2 separate regions of the Drosophila melanogaster genome follow, and region 1 is linked to region 2. A link is a contact called in public Hi-C data. All regions are on one chromosome and are shown on one strand. The core of a region is the stretch at or near the end of the contact, and the rest is flanking DNA. Distances in the headings are between cores, read along the strand shown. Region 1 has its middle 14 kb from the start of CG9932. Region 2 holds the start of CG9933.

Region 1 (6,169 bases), core at 3,560-6,059, 52 kb before region 2:
GACACAAATGTCAATAATTCAAACCAAAAGCTGACCACACAAGTGCTCCGCCTGACCCATTGCTCATTTGTGCGGCTCATTGAACTCCGGCTCTCTTCATTTCACCCAACCCACTGTTTTGAGTTTCCAGTTTCTTAAAAAACTTTTTGGCGAAAATTGCCTGTCATGCGTTTTACTCCCTCCTGCCAGAGAGACGCCAAGGAAAAATTAAGACATTTAACGCTTTTTTCATTACATCTCCAGTTTTTTGGCCGCCTTCCCCGCATCTTGCGGTTTGCGTGTCCTTTTGACGAGAAGACAGCGGCAAAAGTTTTCCGGGAATTGGGATGTTGCAAGGCCATTACAAATGGCTCCATGAAATTGGCTAGAAGTTTGTGACGCCCCAAGGAATCTTTGTAAGTATTCTTTTAATTGTTTGTTAACAGTAAGTTTATTTTTAAATGCTGCGAAACAAGAAACTGAGCAGTAAACGGATTTATATGCTGAATATAAATATAAACAGGCTGGGAAATATCTTTTTAAAAAGTCAAATAAACATTTATGAAAATTTGAAAAATAATACATTCATGTTAGGAAGTCGATACAGTATGTTTCATTATTTAAATAATATTTAATTCTTCTATTGTAGTTCTTTAAAATTTAATTAATCTATTGCTTCAAGGGTATTAAAAAATCGCCTTGGGCTTCTTTTTCTTATTTTCCATTGTTTATTTGGTCAGGAAACTGGCGACGACACACGATGCGTAATCGTCAGGGGCTTTTGTTGTTTGTTTTGTGGCAACAGGGAGACATCACCCCAGAAAATCACCCCCCTCTCCCCGGAAAATCCCCCCCCCTCGGTGCGTGGAGATTTGATAAACTGCTTTTCGACTTTATTGCTGGTTGGGCAGAAAAAGCCATTTTTTTGTATTTTTGGCAATGCCCAATATTTTCATCATCTCCACTTCGGGTTGTCCACTCTCAGTTCGTTAGATATTTTGTATTCTTGTTGTTTTTTATTGCGATTTTTATTTACTTTTATGTGTTTATTATATGGTCCGCTTTTGGAGTTTTGTCAAGCGCAAAATTGAGACATTTCATGGGGTGGCCGGGATGCTTTTGATAGGTTGTAAGTGTTGTCCACTTGGTTACAGCACGGAACTTCTTAAGGCGCTCCAAGCTGGGAATTGCTTTTTAATTTGGTTTGTTCTTTGATTGTTTTTATTATTCTTTGACTTTGAGTGAATTGTTTTCGAATTGACGCTGTGGGAATATTAGGGGTGTTAAAGGTGCTTTAAAAATGAAGTAGGACACCGATGATTGTTTTTGTGGTTACAGCTGGATCTATTAATTTGCTTTCGATGAGGTTTAAATCATAAGAAATCATTTAAATTGTTTCAACATAAAAAAACAGCCATTCTCAGTAGATAAGAAAACGCTCTGATATATATTAATATTTTTTGTAGTCATTTTATAAAACTATTTTTACCAGAAAAGTTGTATCCTTATTGCAAAACTTTTCCATTTTAGATAGGAACAATCTACATTTCCGAGTATCTGAGTATCAAAATGTTCCAAAACTAAAAATGTTCTTCCGTAAATCTTGCAAACTTTTCAACACGAAATTGACTGAAAAAAAGGCTTTGCTCGTATCAACGTTTTTTTTTTTTTGCCCTTCGCCCCAGACTTTGCACACCACGCCAACACTTAAAATGCACGCATTACTGCAGACACGCCCCCTTGTCCCGCCCCCTTCTGCTGCATCTAATTATGCGAATGCATTTGAGCGCACAATTTTGAACTTTTTTTTTCTACGCTGTAAAATTAGGTCAGATTTAACATATTCATTAGAACTTGAGCAGCTGCAGTTTGGCGATTAGGGGGACGATTTGGCGGGAAGCTGTTGTGGGTTGCATAAGTAAATATGTGTGGGTGGTTGGGTGGTGGTACAGGGTGGTGCAGTGTGGTGCATGGTGGGTCAGGGGGCAGCAGCTGGAACTCAAAGGAAGCGAGCAGAAAGTTTCAAGCGCTTTTAATGGTGATTACAAGTGCACACATATATGGCAAAAAAAAAATAAACGCAAAATGAAAAAACGAAATTATTAGAAAATTGCATTCTCTACAGCAGCAACAACGACGGCCTCGTTTTGGCTTTGCTTTTGCCATCACGATAAGCATTCGTTACAAGAGCGAAGTAAAATGGGTGGAAAAGAGGTTAAAAGCGGGGCAAAGCGCGTGAAAAGCTGAAGCTGCCGACATTAATACACTAATTTGTTAGAGACATAGCGACTTTATAGACTTCTTTTATGTATGTATACTATTCCTTAAACTATTGAGCTTTGTTTTAGAAGTATTATTGCATAAGTGCATGCTGGAAAATTACGAGCTGAACATCTTATCTCTCATTGAACAAATATATTTTTTTTATTTCTAAGTTTACTATTATTTATATATAAGTATATAAGTACTTAATAATTTTGGCATTATTTAGAAAAAATAGTTCTTAGGTATTTCCGTGTTCATCTCTTCTCTTCGAAGAATTTAATTTATATGTGCGATAAAAAGAACTATTGATAAAAGGGTATAGTATTCTCGGTGCCAGACTTCCCCTCGTTCTTGAAGGAATTTTGAGCAACAGATAAGAGTGAGCCAGCAGCAACATATACAGCGGCAACATCCTCATCAGCAGCAGCAGCAACCGCTTCAGCAGCAACATCGATGGCGTTGAATGTCTCAATTCGAGGAGCAGACTGTGAACACTCGAGCACGCATATGTGCACTGAAAGGGGCGTGGCTCAGTTATTGAGCTGCTCTTTTTCGACCGATGTCTCAGCTTTTCAGACACTATTCAGGCAGCTTCGGACCTACCCCATCCCTTCCCCCGGCTTAGCCGCGATTTATAAGTCTAAATCTTCTACGCCAGCTATACTTTACGTATGCTGATGCTTTGTGCCATTGCCGAAGCTTTATTTTCACTGTGAAGATTCGCTGAGGCTATTGCTACAGATCCTGAAGTTAGTTGTATTCATAAATTGATAAATTTAAGAATAAGAAGACCTACAATTATTTAAATTTCAAAGGGCTGTCTCTTATTATAAGTCTACCTAACCTACTTTGCCAATATAGCTAACCGTTCGCCATAGTGTAGTTTGACTGTACTGCTTCCTCTGCGCTTACTGCTTCCTCTTCCATTTGCACGAGCACTTCAATTACAAAAGCACGCAAGTCGCCATCATTTAATGGAATTAGTACAATGACAATTGTGGCCAAAGACCAAGGAGATGTTAAAGAAGACGACTTGGCTCAACCCAACTCAACTCAACGCTCTCAACTTAGCTCAACTCGGCACGAAACTCGACACGAAAACTGGCGATATGAGTGCGGCGGCAATAGAAATAAATTGAATAAATGCGAAGCGAGTACGCAGCAGCAGAAGAACCAAATAAAAGAAAAGAAAAGAAGAGAAGAGGCGAGGTCACTCAGTCGCTGGCTGATAATTTTCGGCAGATAGGCAATTGCCATGGAATGGAGATCATCAGCAGCAGGAACTTCAACAACAGCAGAAGTCCATGGAAAAAAAAATAATATTAGTTTTTACATTTTAAAACTCAAGTAGTGACGAAGTGCGCCAATGGAAATGATTTGATATAGATATACTGCATGTCCCAACAGGATATAGGTTTTTTTTTTTTGGTAATACATAATGAAATCGTTGCTCGATCGTGTTTTCTTGCAGTGCATCGGCCACAGAAGCACCCGGTGGCCCATCCCCAATTTCCATCCATTCATTTCAGTCAGCTGCAGAACAACAAAGACCCGTGTCGATGACAATTAGCGATTGGATGGGATGGCATCGAACCGCGTGGAATGGGCGCATGATGTTTGTCTCTGACCGACCCAAACATTTTCGGTTTCGGTGGGGTGGCACACCTTTAACCAACTGGTAGCCGGAATATGTAGAGCATGGAGCGTTTGTGTTGCGCCATAAATTAAATCTAACACCCGGCACACCGAAAGACAGGAAAGCCAGCTAGATCGGTTGGCGGCGATAGATCACTAGCCAGCAAACTCATTTCAAATGGCAAGTGAAACAATGCGAAAAATTACACGCTTCAATGGGCTGTCAAACAATTTATCAAGCCTGAATTTGAATCCGCATTAGCTGAGCGCTTTTGGCGAACCTTAAATTAAAAGCTAGCTGAATTTCAATTGCGAGTAGCAGGGAGTAGCAGAAATGCAACTTTAAGTCATCCATCAGGCCAAGGAAACTCGAGCAAAAGTGGCCCCTCGAGTGTCATTTCATACGGTATCGGTTCGTCTGCTATCGTGCAACACCAAACAATTTTGAAATACGCCAATAAAATGGTAAATAAAATAAAACAAAAGCTGGTGGCAATTGCCGAATTACAGATGCTCTTTCAGTTTGCATTGAAAACTATGATTTGGAATGAGGGGTTTCAATTTATTTAAAATATGACTGACTTAATTATGCATCGTAATTGTTAAGTAATGCAGCAAACAGCTTGTGTTATTGAAATTAAGTGATTAACTCAAATGAAATTTCGATAAACAAATTACAGCCATTTTGAATAACACAATAAACTCGCGACATCATAATAAAATCAGCTTTTCATATATAAGCCAATCCCATCGGTCACAGCATTGTAACATTTGCACATTTCATAGAGCATAAAAATCCCCCGCATTATTCGCTTAACACTCTCAACTCCATCCACACACACACATTCTCACACATGTCTGTTTACTTTTGATAACATCACAGTCGTGGTCAATCGTCGTCGTCATCGGTAATGTATCGCATCGAGGTTTGAATGACGCGTATCATTGGCAATTAAATTAAAATTTACACAACCATAAATACTTATAAATAAAAGTACGGCTAGAGCGAAACTGGAAGCAGAAGCCCGCGCAGGCAAACATGTGTGTGTTTAGTCGGACATACAAACTTTTTGCAATGCCATACGCTGGCCAGATACAAATGTATCTGTATCTATGAGTTCGTGCGAGTGGTGAAGCGACTGCAGTCGCTTGTGATTTTTCGCCAGTGACATTTTAATTGCTGTTATGTTTTATTGATATACAAAAACTACTAAAGCTAATTGTTTTATTGTTAAATGCGCTTTATTTGCTCTCTGAGTGGCAGCTTAATAATCAACTATAAATATCATACAATTAGCGCTATTATGGGAAGTTTATACCTATCGGCTTCCCCTCCTCACCATTTCTCAACCGATCGCCACTGTTTCTTCAGTTTGCTCGCATTGAATCTTTCGATTTGATGGATTGCAGCCAAGTCTAACGTTGACACTGCGAATGTTTTCATGGCGTTAATTGCGATGGTGGAAGTGAATTATTTTAATGCCTTTATCTGTTCTTGAGAGCTCCGAGATTTGGCATTGAAGCAACTTTCAGTGCTCATTTTGCACATTAGATATTCGATATATTAAAATAACTCATCAATGTTTCAGATAATTAAGTTCTTTTTTCTATTTTGCTGCGACACTAACTCTAGCTAAGTTTTTGATCTTACTTATTTCTCTTTGTCATCAAAAGTCCTTCGCTTCAATTACATAATTTCATTAACTCTTCGTACTCGTATCTCAAAATTTGTTTGCATTATTTGCCGCTGCTGCTGCTTCTTCAACCTCCATTGTTCTGCTTCTGGAAAAACACTTGAACTGCTAACTGGTGACTGTGCTCCTCCTCATGGATTTTTTTCGCTCTTCGTACTTTTGTACTATTGAAAGTTCGTATGTGTAATGGTTGGAACTCGGAACGATGGAACGTGCACAACAAGAGCTCGTGGATGGACGTAGTTCGTCATCGTCATCATCATCATCGGTATCATTATCTTCGTCCATGCCGTCATCGAATCCAATGGCTCAAATGACATTTCCGCACCTGACGCCCCGTAGCCCCACCTCCTTAGGCCCAAACCGCCCAAGTCATTCATCACCAAGCAGCTATAAAATAGCCTGTGCCTTGTCTATATCTCTTTGATACCCTTTGCAAGTGGGGTAGAGTACCAAAATGTATCTTAAAATATAAAAAATCCAAGAAGCTAGTTTTTGATGCCAGTAAATATGTCGTTTTATTTTGATTATGATAAATGATTACTCGAATACTAATATAACTCTTTCAATATAACTCCTTGTTAACTCTACTATCC
Region 2 (5,760 bases), core at 2,576-5,075:
AAGCAGTGGTGGCCAACAGCAGCGCCGAGGAGTTGCTGCAGTTGCAGCAGAATGACCAGATCGAGATAACCCGCCTGCCGACCACGACAGAGCACTCCATCGGATCCAGCGGCAACAATACCAAGAGCAAGCAGCAAAAGTGTCCGGTCTGTCCGTACATCTCGGAGAGCAAATCCCAGATGAACTACCATGTGTCGCTGCACAAGCCCACGCAATACGAGTGCCGCCTGTGCACATTTGTGTGTGCCAAAAAGCAGCATCTGAGCAGCCACATGAGAACGGTGCACCAGCAGCAGATGGTGGCATCGGGAGCAGGTGCAGCCGCAGGAGCAGCCGGAGGAGTAGGAGGCGGCGGAGCTGCCTCACTGGGTCTGGACTTTAGTGTGGCCCTGCAGTTGGCCGCAGCTGCCAAGCAGGTGCAACAACTGCCCGCCTCAACACCACTCTCCATCGATTTGTCCCAGATCCAGATGGATGCCGCCTCCGATGCGGAGCTCAATCCACAGCAACTGCCGCCGGAGTACCAGTACAAGCTGATTAGTTACTGTCCCAGGTGTCCGGCTCGCTTTGCCCAGAAGCACAATGACGAGCGCAATGCCAAGCAAGAGCTAGAGCAGCATTTGCTGGCCCACAGCGATCAGGAGCCGGAGGATCAGGATCCGAGCTATGTCTGCGCCTATTGTGAGTATCGTACGTCGGAGGAGACTATGCTCCAACTGCACCGTGCGGTGCACATGTCCCACTACCAGGAAAAGTGCCAGGAGCTCTATAGGAACTGCAAGGAGGATGTCGAGTATCCGGCACCCAAGTTGCTGCAGCTGACTGGTCCCGAAACCATTTGGGTGGTGGATAACGAATTGAGCTTGCAACTGCTGCAGCAGACTACCGGCGGTGCAGTTAGTACCTCCACCGGTGGGTTTGACAACCAGAACTCTCTGCTCAAGAAGCAGCTGGAATCGGGCGGTGGTCAGATGGTCCCACTTCCCCTGAAAGTATCCGTTAACAAAAACGAGGCGGAAGTCCCCGAGGAGGACGAGGAGCGACATAGCAGCTCCACACCGTCGACCAGCGCTTCGGTGGCCACCAGTGATTTGGCCGCAGATGGCAGCAGTGATGCAGGATCCGTTGACATGCCCCAGTCCATTCCGGCACCGGAACGCTGCCTCCACTGTCCATTCGAGACGCAGCAGCACGAGGAGCTGATGCAGCATCTACAGAAGCACGCCTGCGTAAATCCTCCACCTCCGAACTGCCAGAAATGTGCCCATTGTGATTACAATGCCAATGAGGAGGCGGAAATGGAGGAGCACACGGCGCTGCATTTCAATGCTGGTGAGAAGCTCAAGTCCGTGGAGTTCTTTACCTGCTACGATCAGCTGGAGATCAGCGTTGAGCGGGAACCGGAAGAAACCGCTGACTCAAAGGTGGAGCAGACCGAGCACAACAACAACCAGGACAATGTGATGAACGCCAATGTGCAGCAGCAGCAGCAACAGCAGCCAAGCAGCAGCGGCCCAGATGAACAGCCAGCTGTCGAGGGAATGGAGGAGTCGTCGGCCAAAAAGTCCAGCACAAAGTTGATTCTGTACAAGAACGATGGCGGCTTGAGTGTGAAGCTCTCCCAGGATGAGGGCGCCAATTCAGAGTCCCAGAAGAGCGAGAATATCAGCGATCGCCTGCGCAGAAGGATCCTTCGGGGAAGTGCCAACCAGTCGGAGGACGCCACTTCCACCTCCGGCCAGGAGCGACCCGCAACACCGGAAAAAATGATACTGGTCAATGCCCAGACGGGCAAAGTCATTTCCAGAAAGTAGGCCACATCCAAGGGTCGAACCTTTTATTTAATTTAATCCATAATTTATCCAACTAAGCTTATGGTTATTTTTCGATTTAAGTGAGTTTTGGTTTTGTTAATATTTTGTTGTTGCTTATGCTTTTCCATATTTTTTTTTGGGTATGCGTTAGTGGAGTTGGGGATTCGTTTTAGGCACCTGTTTTGGGATTTCTATTGTCACTAACACACACCCACTTATACACACCTAGTTGGAACATGTTCCTGCACTTTTACGTTTTTTCTAGAACCTAAGGTAATTAAGTAACGATAATTTATAAACAAAAAAGGAATGAAATACCATTATTCGAATACTTTGCAAATGGGATAAGCCGGAATTCTTAATGTAATTACTTGCTAGAACGGTGCAAAATGTAATTTAAACTAATCGTATTGTAACTTATCAAAGAGATAACTATAGAAGGCATTTTAATATAGAACCTATATATATATATTTACCATCGGCTTAATATATTAAATTGGAAAACCAACCCAATCCGAGCAAGATCCAAAAGCGTTTCAAGGAAATCAACTTTGTACAGGAGAAAAAGAGATAAATTCAAAATTATGTCTTGCTACAAATAATTCGTTTAATTTTTCGAATGGGAACTGTGATTATTGATAATTGTAAATGCAAAAAAAAAAAGAAATAAGAAAGTGAGCGCGTATATCATGCAATGAATATGGTACTATATACATACTATATAAATCTATACATATATATATATTTACACACAGCTGCTGCAAAAATAAAAACTATAGAAACAAAAAGAAACACATTTAAAATGCAATTGAAAAATCAACAGAGAATAGGGAATTTTTTGCAATATTTGCAATATTATTTTGTACAAGTGCAGCACACATTTAAAATTAGTTAATAGTAATTAGTTTCTACTACGGATTAGTTATGTTCTCATCATTAGTGCGAATGTTTTCCAGCAAACGGCGTCTTTGTAGCACAGTGTAGGCGTTAACACTACAAACAAAATGTTATCATTAAACTATAAGCAAACAAAAAGAACACATGTGGAATAGCGGGGCCATATTTAAATAGTTTAAACTTAATGCAAGGAAACATTTGAAAACAAAGCAAATCAAAACCAGAAGATATAGCGCAAACAAGCGATATGTATACAGAATCTAACTTGGATATAAATGCAAACCGCCTTTGATATGCATATATACATCTTATATCGATACGAATATCTATACACACAATATATTATATATTAAATAGTCCTTAACATTGAACTACATTTAAACTTAAAGCTAGTGTAAATAACTTAGTTTTGTTTACTGCGCACACAACCACACGCAACACTTACACACACCACACAAACACACAATAAGATTTACGGCATTGAATTACAAAAGAGAAAATGTACAAAAACAATTGTTAATAAAGAAATCAAATAAAAACAACACAAGTTGCATTTACAATTGACCGATTATCTGTATGTTTGGTACTTCTATTTAAAAAAGAAATCGAATAATTGGGTTCAGATCTAAACGCCAAAAGTAGTTTCTAAAAATTCAAATCATAATGCAAAATAGTTCATTGACTTCTATTAAATTGAAAGCACTTCAACATTTTTCTTTTTTCTTTACTGAAATCAAACATCAAAATCAAGCATTCTTTTTTAACGGAATTTTAATTTGAAAGGTAGCCTGCGTAACGGTATAGCGGTATATCAATTTAAAAGTGACTTTCAAGATACGGCAACTCTGTGAAACGATTGAATGTGGAACAAAAGATTATTTTACTCTTTTTCTTTTAATTAAAGAAAAAATAATAATAATCAAAAAGGGATATGCAATGCTATTCCAGATTACTCTTACTGAGATACTTAAATAATAACTCTCCAAATAATCAAAAGAGCCAAAGAAAATATAAAATCATATATACTATTTAGCTCCCTGTTGCAATTCCAATCGTTTCACAATCGCTGCCAAGTCAGCTACGCAAATTTGAGGGTATATTTCATAGTTGTCGGTACGGTAACACTGAGAAAGCCGTTTTGTTGAAAGATTACAAATGAATTGCGATGCATTTAGCTAAAATTGAACTTTAGCAGAGCCGCAAAACGATAGAGAGCCAACGCAGAGAACACGGAGCCACCCAAACACATGGATACCAAGTCCAATGATGACTCGGCTGGCAGTGACTCGCTGGACAAATCTATGCAAATCAAGTGTGTGATGGTGGAGACAACGACGACGGGCGACGGAGACTCCACAGTCGGAGATCTGGACAACTGCAGCAGGGATTCCGCTGCGGAATCGATTAACAAGGAATCCGGTTCGATGGAGGGAGCCGGCAAGCAGACGGATCACAAGACTGAAGCTGCGGCGGGGTCGTGCGGCGAGGGCGACAGTCCGCAGAGCAGTCAATCCCCACCAGAACATCCGGCCAGCAAATCGCCCACATCTCCATGCACTGCCTTCGAGACGAAAGTCAAGCTTATATCACAGAACCTCAAGGAAACCACGCTGGCGGAGAGCACCGGCGCCTCCGTATCAGCATCCACATCCACATCAACACCCACGTCCGCCTCTAGTAGCATCAGCGGCAGCATGCTGGAGTCGCAGCAGACACCCAGCCAGTCCACCCCCGAAACAACAGATTCCGCCTCGTCGTCCGTGCGCGTGAAGAAGGTACGCTTCCATCCGGACGTCAAGGAAAACGACGGCGGGAACTGGATGAAAAGAAAGCGACGCTCCATGCATACCAAACGAACCTCCTCGCCCAGCGGCGCTAACTGTGATGGCATGGAGCTGGACGGTGAGTACGAGGACAACGATGACGATGAGCAGGAGGAGGCGGAGGAGGAGTTCGATCTGGCCAAGACAATCGCCGAGGCGGAGGATTACCTCAAGCAGCACCCGTTGACATACGTGCAGCGCGTCGAACAGAACGGCGAGCGGCTGCAGGATGGACTGCTCAGCATCGAGGATATGCTAAACGAAGTCGGCGAGGAGGTGGTCACCGAGTACAACGACGAGGACTTCTTCAGACGCATCAAGCCCGAGAATGGCATTGAACGCATTCTGGGCAAGGAGACCAAGGCGGGAAAGGTACGTTTGCAATACGAAAGCAATAAACTATCAGTACGGTTTAGGGTTCACAAATTTTCTATGAATTCGATTACAGTTTCATTTACAACACATTGTTGGTTTATTCATATCATATTTAGTAAACAAAAATTCTAAGCTGGAAAAGGTTTGCTATATGACTTTTGCTTTTACAAAATAAATAAGCCAAAGATCAGCTTTCTTTACTTTGTAAAGCGAAGGAAAACTTTTAAACAGTCTGAATCTTATGTAGTTTGCCCTCTATCCCAATTGTAGGTATCATTTAATAACCTTAATATCCTTGCAGGTTGAATTCCTTCTGCGCTACGAGAACCAAGGCGGACTCTTCTGGCAATCGGAGGAGTTCATCAAGCGCACGTGCCCCTCGCTGCTCAAGGCCTACGAAATGAATCGAGAACGACGTCAGCAGCGCTTGGTTAGTCCTTATCCTAATTAAAACCACATATAATGCCAGTTTGTAATTCAAATGCTTGTGTTTTGCAGATGCATCACGTTGCCAAAAGGCAGAGTCTGCGACAGCGATACACGGATTTCTAGTAGCGGTTACTTAGGTATTAGGTTCATAATTAGGTTCCACATAATTGTAACATTTTTGTAAAATGAAGTAAATGATTTTCTTTTGTTGAACAAAAATAACTAAACAACACTTGCTTTTCATTATGTGTCATGAGGAATATAACCATTTTGGTAGGCCTAATTTTTGATTTCCCATCGTTAATCAGTTCGCACCTAGTAATTCAGCGATATTTAAATATTTTCAAACGACAAACAAACAATAGTTTCAGATATTTTCAAACTAGTTCTCTTAGAGCAAAAAGGATATATAAATTGGGTAT

The links. Hi-C and Micro-C count contacts between places; a contact is called where the count stands out from the background.
Region 1: a contact with region 2 is called in a Hi-C map of the Kc167 cell line, with 6 times the contacts expected there. The contact joins the enhancer-like site here to the promoter of CG9933 in region 2. A contact is called at or near these places in 16 of 107 Hi-C or Micro-C datasets (the D17-c3 cell line, the Kc167 cell line, the OSC cell line and 8 more).

What each region holds. Positions count from the first base shown.
Region 1 is chr2L:13,071,456-13,077,624 of dm6, reverse strand. No RefSeq gene overlaps it. Among named protein-coding and RNA genes, the nearest start is that of CG9932, 14 kb to the right of the region's middle. Within about 2 kb of position 4,809, at least 29 of the 39 cell types and tissues checked have an H3K27ac peak or open chromatin away from gene starts, as enhancers often do. A contact at or near this core is called in the D17-c3 cell line, the Kc167 cell line, the OSC cell line and 4 more, where this site is marked.
Region 2 is chr2L:13,019,377-13,025,136 of dm6, reverse strand. CG9933 reads left to right here and starts at 3,825. Exons shown (of 3, transcript NM_135754.4): 1 at 3,825-4,906; 2 at 5,211-5,339; 3 at 5,408-5,562. The coding sequence starts at 3,959. The coding sequence ends at 5,461. CG9932 reads left to right here. Exons shown (of 7, transcript NM_001273500.2): 7 at 1-3,269. The coding sequence ends at 1,814. It overlaps Ube4B (Ubiquitination factor E4B), which reads left to right and starts at 5,703. Exons shown (of 9, transcript NM_135753.4): 1 at 5,703-5,760.